Linked DNA regions of Choristoneura fumiferana: region 1 is linked to region 2. Evidence: chromatin contacts called from public Hi-C data. All regions are on one chromosome and are shown on one strand. The core of a region is the stretch at or near the end of the contact, and the rest is flanking DNA. Distances in the headings are between cores, read along the strand shown. Region 1 holds the start of LOC141426175. Region 2 holds the start of LOC141445712 (GTPase-activating protein skywalker-like).

The links. Hi-C and Micro-C count contacts between places; a contact is called where the count stands out from the background.
Region 1: a Hi-C map of whole pupa shows a contact between it and region 2, with 3 times the contacts expected there. The contact joins the promoter of LOC141426175 here to the promoter of LOC141445712 in region 2. A contact is called at or near these places in 2 of 2 Hi-C or Micro-C datasets (both in whole pupa).

The regions. Positions count from the first base shown.
Region 1 is chr3:4,145,748-4,151,428 of NRCan_CFum_1, reverse strand. LOC141426175 reads left to right here and starts at 1,918. Exons shown (of 1, transcript XM_074085031.1): 1 at 1,918-3,362. The coding sequence starts at 2,055. The coding sequence ends at 3,344. It overlaps La (La autoantigen-like), which reads left to right. Exons shown (of 6, transcript XM_074085267.1): 6 at 1-49. It overlaps LOC141426392 (GTPase-activating protein skywalker-like), which reads right to left. Exons shown (of 10, transcript XM_074085266.1): 10 at 5,088-5,681.
Region 2 is chr3:4,006,424-4,011,319 of NRCan_CFum_1, reverse strand. LOC141445712 (GTPase-activating protein skywalker-like) reads right to left here and starts at 2,639. Exons shown (of 3, transcript XM_074111602.1): 1 at 2,116-2,639; 2 at 1,579-1,818. The coding sequence starts at 1,690.

The sequences.
Region 1 (5,681 bases), core at 669-3,168, 140 kb before region 2:
GTTTCTCTTTATTTTTAACGTACAGGTACTAAATAAATCTTTTATCAAAGTTCCTTTTTTATTTACTATTAAGATAAGTTTTTAAGTTTTTTTTTAGTAAATCTGTATTCAGCTTCATTTCTTACTCAGCCGTCCACTGTCCAGTCCGGTATTAAAGCTTTGGTTTCCTAGGATAAGCTGTGCCGTCATTATAGCGACCGTAATAAGCGGTGAATGACGTCACTAGAACGTTGTCTATGTGAACAAAATGGCGCGGTTTCCTAGAGAGCGGTGTTAGGAGGAGGAGGAGGAGCAGTATGAACTACGGCCGCTATTTGACGGCACCGCTGATCCTAGGAATAGGAAACCAAAGCTTAAGACCCCTTTCACATTAGGGTGACAGTCGCTGAGCAGATCATAGACCGTCTTGAGACCTTACACGCTGCTGGATGGAGTCACAAATTGGCGGAATTCTTGTCGTCTTCTATCATTCATTTTATAAATCGCACTAATATAATAAACGTGAAACTAACTGTTCGTCTGTTACCTTTTAATGCTTAAGCGCTGAACCCATTTTGATGAAATTTGGTAAAGAGGAAAGTATGAGACTGGAAAGGACAGAAGGTGGTTTTTAATCCCGGAAAAATACATAGTTTTGGGTTAGGTACTTCATAAGATTATCATCTGTTTTCCGCAATTTCGTCTGCGCAAAATTCATTTATCATTATCACGCACCCGCTAGAACTATAAATTAAATTTCTCAAACGTTTTTATTTCCATTCATAAATATGTTATACTTGTACAAAGAGTAAGTAGAGAAAAGATACTAAAGAAGGATGGTAAAAGTAGCCAGAGTAAGCCCCAGACCCAGAATACACATGCTTGTAATGTAAATGCCATAGCATGATGCTGTGTACCAGAAGTTGATATTAGTTTTATGCGTCATGTTCATGAAAAAATTAGTAGGCTGGGCCCTCATAGTGTGGAAAGTTTCTCTTTCAGTGAAACGAGGACGTTTGATTAAAGCTTGTTAAGTGTTTTTGCTCAGACAACTTTATTCTGTACATTACACTTTAGTTCTAGACTCCCCGTGCCCGTAATGCCCGTGCATTTGGGCATTTCTATCTACCGAAATTTCTATATTAACGAAATTTGGGAGGTAGAGAGTTCATGATTCCGAGCTGGAAAAGCAGCAGGGCTACTACGAAACTCGAAGTTCGTGTCCTTCCGTCTCTCTCGCTCTCGTATTAAATAGTATAAGTGTCAGAGGGACCACACGACACGAACTTCGAGTTTCGAGTTTCGTAGTAGCCCTGCAGGGTCTCCAGATTTGTCCCCAAAATATTGTATGGATGTGTCCGTTTTGTTACGAAAATTATTAAGAAAAAGTCTATGGCCGCACAAGACAATGAGTGTCACCAACCGACACGCTATTATTCAACATTTAAGTTAAGAGCGTTTTCACATTATCCGATCCGATATCGGTATGGGACGACGATAGACGACATCCGATAGCCGACAGCAATGCTGCTTTCACATAATTTCCGACAAAATCGTTCCGATACGGCCGGCTCAAAATGGCCGCCACGCATCGGGCTTTGCGCACACAGAAACAATTTAGATACACGCATAGCACATACAAACTTTATCATCCGACAGCCCACAGGCGTCCGATGGTGCCGTCAACATATCGGTGTCGGCTCCGATATCGGATATCGGGCCGGACAATGTGAAAGACAGGTACAAATTTCATACATTTTACTTGCCCCGATAACGTATTGTCGTCCAATACCGATATCGGGTCGGATAATGTGAAAACGCTCTGCTCTGATAGTCACAAATGAATAATCAAGCCCACATCAAGCCAAACTTCATCGTGGAACCATAAATGATATTGTGATCACTTCGAAAAAATACATGGCTTAAAAGTGAACGCACGCTTCTCATGTCGTGTCGTCATGTCAATTTGACAGATGGTGTGGCGTCGTTTTTCCCCGTCTCTCTCTTGGCTGTGAACAAAAGAAACCCAAACAAACGTATGAATTAATGCGTTTACGTAAGTGAAACCGATCAAAATGAAGCCAGAAGAAACCTCTAAAGAGGAGGAAAACAAAGCAGACACAGCCAGTGAAGCTCCAGTGTCTGGAGATGTGATTGGCGACACTGCTTATAGCGAGCGGTTTGTTTTGAAAATCCTGCTTAAATTAGCTAATTTAGACACATTAAAGGACGAAATTAAGGAAAAATCCTTTGAAGATGACTTGTGCACGCTTTGGGATATGACTGCGGAGAGAGATGTAGTTTTATTTCTACAAAAACATGAAATTTTAAACCTCTTTTACTTCGCGTTGCCGGTTATAGAAACGCCGCGCATTATTGAGATTATTGTCGGTATCATCGGCAACTTATCTTGTCATAAAGATGTCGTAGCCACTCTTATGAAGATGGACAACTTTTTAAACCTCCTTCTGGGCTACATGAAGGCAGATGACAGTCTTGTACTCATTCAGGTTTTGCGTCTAATAAATTCAAATTTGTTTCTCGCCCACGACAAAGATGTTGCAATTTGGATGAATCTGTTTCCAAAGATTGACTATGCCAGCACTTTATACTTTATCTTGAAGAATTCTTCAAACAAAGAGTTATTGGTGACTGCTTTAGAGAATTTTAACACACTATGTTCATATTGCAACACAGAGAAAACAAGGACAGTGTTCTTTACACATTTTTTAAAGAAAGAAGCAATGGAATCACTTGCAGCGGGCTTCACGGAGATAATTGTTAATAAAAGGGACTCCTGCGAACAGGATGAGCTAGAGAGGGTGCTTGTCATTACGTTTCAAATCATTCTAAATTTAGTGGGGTTTGATAAGTCTCAGGAAATCTACAGTGAGACTAACGACTGTGTCACAACCATGATCAGCCAAGCTTTATGCTATTATGAGAAGAAATTAATTAACCAAAAAGAGATTGACTCGGATGTAATCGATATACTGGACTCTAGCATTACGATAGTTAATGTATTGAAAATAACTTGTGAATCTGATAAATATTTCAAAGCGTGCCAGAAAATGTGGAGAGCTGTAAGCTTGATTATGAAAAATAACAAAAATGGGAATAATTTTGAAGAGGATGACAGAGAAGAATTGACTGAATACACAAAAAAAATGGTCAATCCATTGGCCACCCTTATGTGTGTTTATATGAGAACTTGTTCAGAAGAAGCTTTGGAAAAAATTCTAGATGAGCTTGGAGAGGAATGTGAGAAGATTGTTAATTCTGTTAAAGACAAGGAAATCCAAACTGAAGTTAGTAAAAGGACTGCCAATTTTAGGACTAGGTTAAAGGAAAATGTAGACTCGTAATAAACATTTGATCAAATATTTTCTTTTCTTTATATTTGGATTGTGTCAACTGACCCAGTTGATAGAGGTATTTAATCTTAAGAGCAACCTGTACACAGCTGTATAATTATTGTTTCTTGGAAAGTTATTTTTTTAACCATATTTAATCACTACTGAGCTTTGCTTAATATTTTGATAGTCGGAAAATCTCATTTAACCAGAAGATGGCACAGCTAGTTCACTTTTGGGCCCCAAAAAACTGTAGTAGCAAGTATCATCGTAATTATTAGCTATTTTTCGATATTGCTTGTTAAAAATTTCTTTGTTTGATTTGGCACACATTCTATTGACATGATACTAGCTTTGCAGGAATAAAATTTGATATTTTAATTTTTAGGCCATTTTTAGGTTTCCATACCTTGAAAGGAAAACCTTTATAGGATAAATTTGTTCTCCGTCTGTCCGTCTGTCAAGAACCTTTTTTCTGTTGGAATTTGTTTATCTTTTTCACTCTGTTTATAAATAGGTAAAGTTTGTTTGTATATCAGGGGTTTCTAATCTTTTTAACAATGAGTACCTGGGTGACCGAGCTTTGCTCGCCTTTGCTCGGGCTAAAACTCGATAATAAGCGTTTTCCCAGAGATAAGACCAAGCTAGATCGATTTGTCATCCCCGAAAACCCCTACATACCAAATTTCATTGAAATTGTTGGAGCCGTTTCGGAGATTATAGATTATATAAATATACAACTTGTTTTTGAGCATGCATTAATTTGTAATTTTAATTAAAATCTGCGTATTAATTCACTTTTTTGAAATGGTTTAAAAAATTGAAATACTGGAATAAAATAAAAGTATAATTTTTAGAAAATTACACATTTATACAGCTGGCAACACTTAAACTTATAGACAGCAAGTGAAGCTTTCAGCAAAATCTTTTAAATCTAAACTTCTTATATTTCAAACGCATATGTAAACAGCACAATAGTCTGCTGGTTCTGACCCAAAATAATATTACTCTCTTGCTCACATTTGTCTCAAATGAGCGAAAAGGAAAATATGATTCTAGGTTGCATGTCATTTACTATTGGAGGTAATCTCTGGAACAACTTAACCCAGTGGGGCAGTGGTCGGCAACCTGCGGCTCTTTAGATGTAAAAGTTGCAGCTCACCTATACCTGCAAAAACTTCGCTCTTTATGTCATTTAATACGCGAGTGAAAATGCGATACGAACTTCGCCGTACCTGCAGTTCCATACGCAAAATTTAGTGATTAAAATACTTTGTCAAAATCCTGAAAAATCGTGCTATCACTCCACTAGTGACTATTATATATCTATCTTTCAGACATGTTTTTGGTTTTAAAAAATCCAACTTGGAAGCAAATGACACTAAACGCTTACGTTAGTGGCTCTTTGGAAGCTAGTAAATTTTGAAAATGATAGCTTTTAGCTCTATCTTCTCAAAAGAGCCAGTTGCCGACCTCTGACCCCTGATTAACATAAACTAGTTTTTATCCTGGGAGTGAAGTGTCGTGGGATGACATTGAAGTTATGGGTAAAAAGTAGTACAGAGCTAATTTTATTTATTTATTAACTTTAGCACACAAAACAAATTGTAAACATGCGGTACAGTAATGAGAATAATTAAGACAAGAGATCATTTACAATCACATAACTACATTGTATTGTTTTCCATGTTATTGTAATTTGTTTTAGGATTTTAAAAAATGGAACCTTTAGCAACCAAATGAAACAACAACAAATATATGGGATTATATATTTTGTAGACATCATAAAGCAACATTTACATTACCATTAAACAAGTTTCGCTCCGCCGAGGCGGACTAAAACTATCGAATGTAACAGTACATCGTAACGTAACAAAACAAAGCTCACTCGCACGGCCGCGGCCCACTCACTGATATGCTCACGTCAACATACACCACAAATACTGAAAGGGAGAACGAATATTAATAACAGTATACTTTACATTATATGTATTTATAAACTAACTAACCACGAGTTCCTACGGGCCCCTCGAGCGAGGCAAAATCGCACAAAAATTTAAATATCAATTCGTAAATATTTAGATTATATCGTTAGAGATAAAAACAGGATAAAGACTAGACTTTACACTGATCAACGACAACGTTGGGCGCTCTCCTGCTACGTTTCGTCCCGGGCGAAGCTGAAGCGATGCTATACTATCCAATAGACTTCTTGGTCTTTGCCGGCGAAGGCACGGTATGAGCACAAAATGTAGCAGCAGAACTCCTGCTAACAGCAACATAATATCGCGACTGGCGCCCTCCTGCGGGCGCGGACCGGACTATATAACCTAAAAATTAACTTACGCG
Region 2 (4,896 bases), core at 1,390-3,889:
GTTATCTGGGTCAATATATTTCATATGATTTATAGATCATAAAACTAAAAAAGTCTTTGGCCCAACTACTTTCAGTCTTTTAGGAAGACCTTTTTAAGGGTGAATGTTAGTTAGAATTTACTAAATAAATAAAAACATATTTTTCTGATGATGATATAATAAACATTAGGTAAATATCTAATAATAAAGAAAAGATAACAACATATTGTAGGAAACATCACATTGAAACTACATATTTCATCTACGGACAATAACTAATACTTATTGATATTTATTTTGTATAAAAAAGGGTACACGCAAATAACACATAGGTGTTCAAAAAGTTTTGTATTCTAGAATGTGGTGTTTGTTAGAATAAGATAGTTATTTATTGGCAATTCTTGGCAAGCATGTGAAGGGGGCTTTACAGTAATAAAATAAAAGAGACAGGTACAGTCACCAGCACCAATATCTGATACAACTCTATTTCTAGGACCGGAAGGACGTGTCAGATATGTTTGCACATTCCTCTGTGGCAGATATTAATGTGACTGTACTATGATTAAAATTTACTGAATAAAATATGTTGAGCTGTAATATATTTTTCTACTACAATAGATATTAGGTAGCTACCTAATATTTAAACTGATAAAAGATGTATGAACACGAAAATGAAATGAACTGCTTTTGCCATTTGTGTACAAAAATTATTAATTAATTTTTAAATGTTTAATCTTCTGTAGAAGTAAATATAATTATGTACAAATTCACAGGACACCTATTTCACAGGACGTAAGAGATATTTTTTGTCCGATTAGATTTTACTTTGCAACTATTAGACATACATTCTAAATTTCTAATGTGAAGGTCAGGTAGTTTCAAAGTAGCTTGTAAAATCTGCAAATGCAGTAACAAAACAATATAGTTATGTAATCATTTTTAAGGTTTTTTTAATGAATTTATACCTAATTAAACTATGTAGTTTGATATTGAATCACCATTAATCAATGTTGTAACTTTATACATACTTACATAGAATGGAGAAAGGATGTATAGCAACTCTGTAGCAAGTACTTCCTATGGCCTAAGAATTAAAAAACAGTATACCGTTTTTTCTTTAGCAAAGAATTTAGAATGCATACAAAATAAATATTTTTTTGCACAAGCTTTGTCATAAATTTAAATTTCATTACAATGCTGTACTCTTTGTGATATTTATGATAGTTTAAATGGGCCCCGGAAAAACAGAAATAAACAAAGATTTATCAAAAGCCATTTTTACATCATTTTTTTTATATCTATTATTTTAACAAGGCTTACTATGCAAATGTGACTATGTCAGTCTCATGGGAAGCCACAGAGAACCACATTAAACTCTACCCTGCCCAGAGACGGAGTCTGTGTACAAGAGCATGTCCAATGAATTTATAAATCAACACTGCATCGTCCGAAAAAGGCTTACTTAAGATCATATTCACACAGACCTCCATTATACAAATTTACATGATCTAGACATTTTTTCCTAATCTAAGAAATTTTTCATAAGCTGCAGTTCAACATGCGCAATAAAAACAGTTAAATTAAATAAGAAATAATTACCTGGTGGGCTGTCAGTGAGTATGGTGATACCGGTGGGATCAACATGAGGCGGGAACGCCTCGTACAGGTCGGCCTCCTCTTCAAGCACTGCCGACAACATAGCTGAGGGCATCCCGTCCACCGTCACAACACTGCACAACACAACACCGGTCCTGGCTTCCACCGGACTCACACCCGTGAGCCCACCCGAGCCATCCCGACCAAGCACCTAGGTCAAATCCTGTTGCACCATCTTCAAATCTGAAAGAAACAACACGGGCTCAGTACAAGCAAGCAAGCCACAGACTGAGCTATCACGCGCGATTTAAATCCGATTACAACCAAGATAAGAGCTCAAAATCCAACCAAATCAGTTACTGTTACCTAATTGATTATAATTAAAGCTTGTTTGGATCAGCTGATCCCAGCCGTTGCCAGAACAGACTTGACATTTTATTGCTATTTTAAGATTAGGCAGCTGATCGACTCAATGTCAGCCGCTCAAACGCCCATCCCCGGACTTTTACTTGTGAAAGGCGTTTTAATTTAGTTACTCACCGCAATCCTGGCGGTAAATGATGCGGTGCAGTACTAGCGGCTCCGTATTTACTGCTTTGGAGCCCCGCGACGACTAAACGAACCCGAACAGCGCAGCTCCCGGAGCGACGTAATCTCGAATAGGATAATAGGCGAGACGAGCGGGAGCCGACGCTTCTGCTTTGTCACTTAAACGAACCACACTGAGCATCACTCGGTATCAATAACTGACCATACGCACGGGTACATTATTAAAATTAGATCAATTTCACTGATAAATACTGGCTAATTTTAAAACCCTTTTCCTAATCCACTAAGTGTCGGATGAAAGTCGTGCGATGCTATTATTATTAGATTTTATTTAGTGCATTTGATACGTGCAGGTTGTTCGAGTTCGATTTTTGCGGAAAATAAAGTAGCCGTGGATGTTAAATCACACGTCCGCGATTTGTAAGAACGGGAGTTAGTTGCGTCTCGTACCGTAGTACTTGGTAGTACCGTACGCTTTCGCCTTCCTTCGCCTCGCGGTCGTCGTTCGTTCGTCGAAATGTCATAGACTAACTATTGACGAGGGCCGCTCGGTCAAATGCGCTTTTGTGCCTACAGACAAACAGGCTAAAGATAGTACCATGTCGGTGATTGAAAAAAAAAAACTTATTTAGTTCCTATGAGAATAAAATCACAAAAAGTATTTGTCATTTGGGTACAGAATGTATGAGAGAAACGGATACAATTAAGGTATCACTAAGAATTGATTGTCAATCTACTTAAATAAATAAAACGAAAATAAAATTTCAATTAATACAACCTTTTTTTTGGTGACTGTACTTTTTGTTGACTGTACTTGCATTGTCATTCAAACTAATTTAATGTTAAGTCGATGCTATTAACCGTTGAAGAGTTCCGTCCTGCGGAGACGATCCTGGCTAGACTACCAGGATGTCACTACTAGATTAATTTATTGTCACACGTACATATAAGTTTTCCAAATTTCAAGTCAATCTGACTAATGGAAGTTGGTCAAATTTAACTTGCAAGATTTGATTACAGACAGACAACGGGACAGGTGAAACTAAATAAAAGCTTGTAAAAAAATGATGGGCACCTAAGGGTCGAAATTGAAATAGTAATTTTTAGGTTTAATTTTTGTTTAGCTATTTTAAGTTATGTTAATTTTATACTTAGTCCCTGTTTTTAAACCTACTTCTATTGTTAAATAAAAAGGTATTTATAATTGGTCAATGAAGCCCTATGATAAAAAATACAGCATTACAGTTAAACACCAATGTGTAAAATTCAATTTAGACAAAAGAAAAGATACACAGACATAAAAGAAGTAAAGAACATACAAAAAAAAGAACTAAGGATTTTATACAACAATAAATAAATTACATCAAAACTAACAAATGAAAAATTAGACATGTTATTGCGAAATTTATATTATTTTTTATAAAAATTTACAAAATAAATTAAAAAAATAGATTCGACGTTAATTATTAGACTTATTACATTGATGACTGGATAAAGTGCATTACTTTCTTTAACGAATGGTGATGATTCCTTACACACTGCTAGGAGAAGGAAATTACCAATTATACGTACTAGCGAATTTGATACCACGAACCAAATATCCTAAGACACACATAAACAAAATTAAAACCGGCAAAGTGAGTGGGTGTCAAGCCAGGCCAGACCTACTTTGAAATAAAAGTAAGCGCATAAATATTTTTCAATAAATAAATCTTAGTGCATCTCGATGACCCTAACATCTAGCCTATCTAATCTAATCTATCTACTAAAAGTAAAACCTCTTAGCTCTAGTAGTTTAGGCTATGCATTGTCTATCTGTCAGTCAGTCAGTCACGTTAGGTACTCTTTTATAGGTGAAGATCTAATCATGCATTCCACCGTCTGGTGGAATTAATAGTCTTTGTACGCGGTAAATGACAAGATTCATTTACTTACTTACTACATTGAAATTGAAACACAAAGTTATAATGCGTTAACTGTAACCGGTGATAGTATTTTTGCATAGATTTTTATTGAATTACATATATTCCGAGAAATTTCGAATAAATTTATAAACAAATTGCAAACATAATAGAAGCTTAGTCACAACTTTCTTTCCTGAAATCTGGCAACATGCGACCACATTTTTCATGACAACAGGACAGATATATTTGGAATTAGTACGAGCGACAAGGATAAAGCAGAAAAAGACCAATTTAAAATCTACTAATGAGAGCAATTAAAGCTATTACCAAATGAGTGAGGTGTTTTTTTTTTAATTTTTACAAAATACTTGTATCACGAAATTACTTTATCATTAATTTGCTTGTTTCGTTAATTTCGTTTGCAGCGTAATGAATGATTGTTTATAGAAAATACAAATATAGCAACATTACGAAACACAAGAAAGATGAGCTAGAAAAAATATACTATTGTAGTAGAAAATTTGTACACCACTTTAAAGTAAAAAAAGGCAATTTTATCTCAGCCTATATTTGTTCCACTGCGAGATGAGAACTTGGGCATAAGTGCTTGTTTAAGCCTAAATTGAAAAAATATATTTTGACTTTGACTATGAGGCCGTATTGCCTAACGTTTCTGACACTCGCGATCGCAATCAAATGACAGTTTTTGCATGCGAAATCTGTCATTTGATTGCGATCACGAGCGTCAGAAACGTTAGGCATTACGGCCTGTGATTATTATATTATGTTATGTTTTCCTTCACCGTAGCTAATGGTAAATTTCAAATATAATTTCTCACATAAATTTGGTAAAACTCAGAGGTGTTGT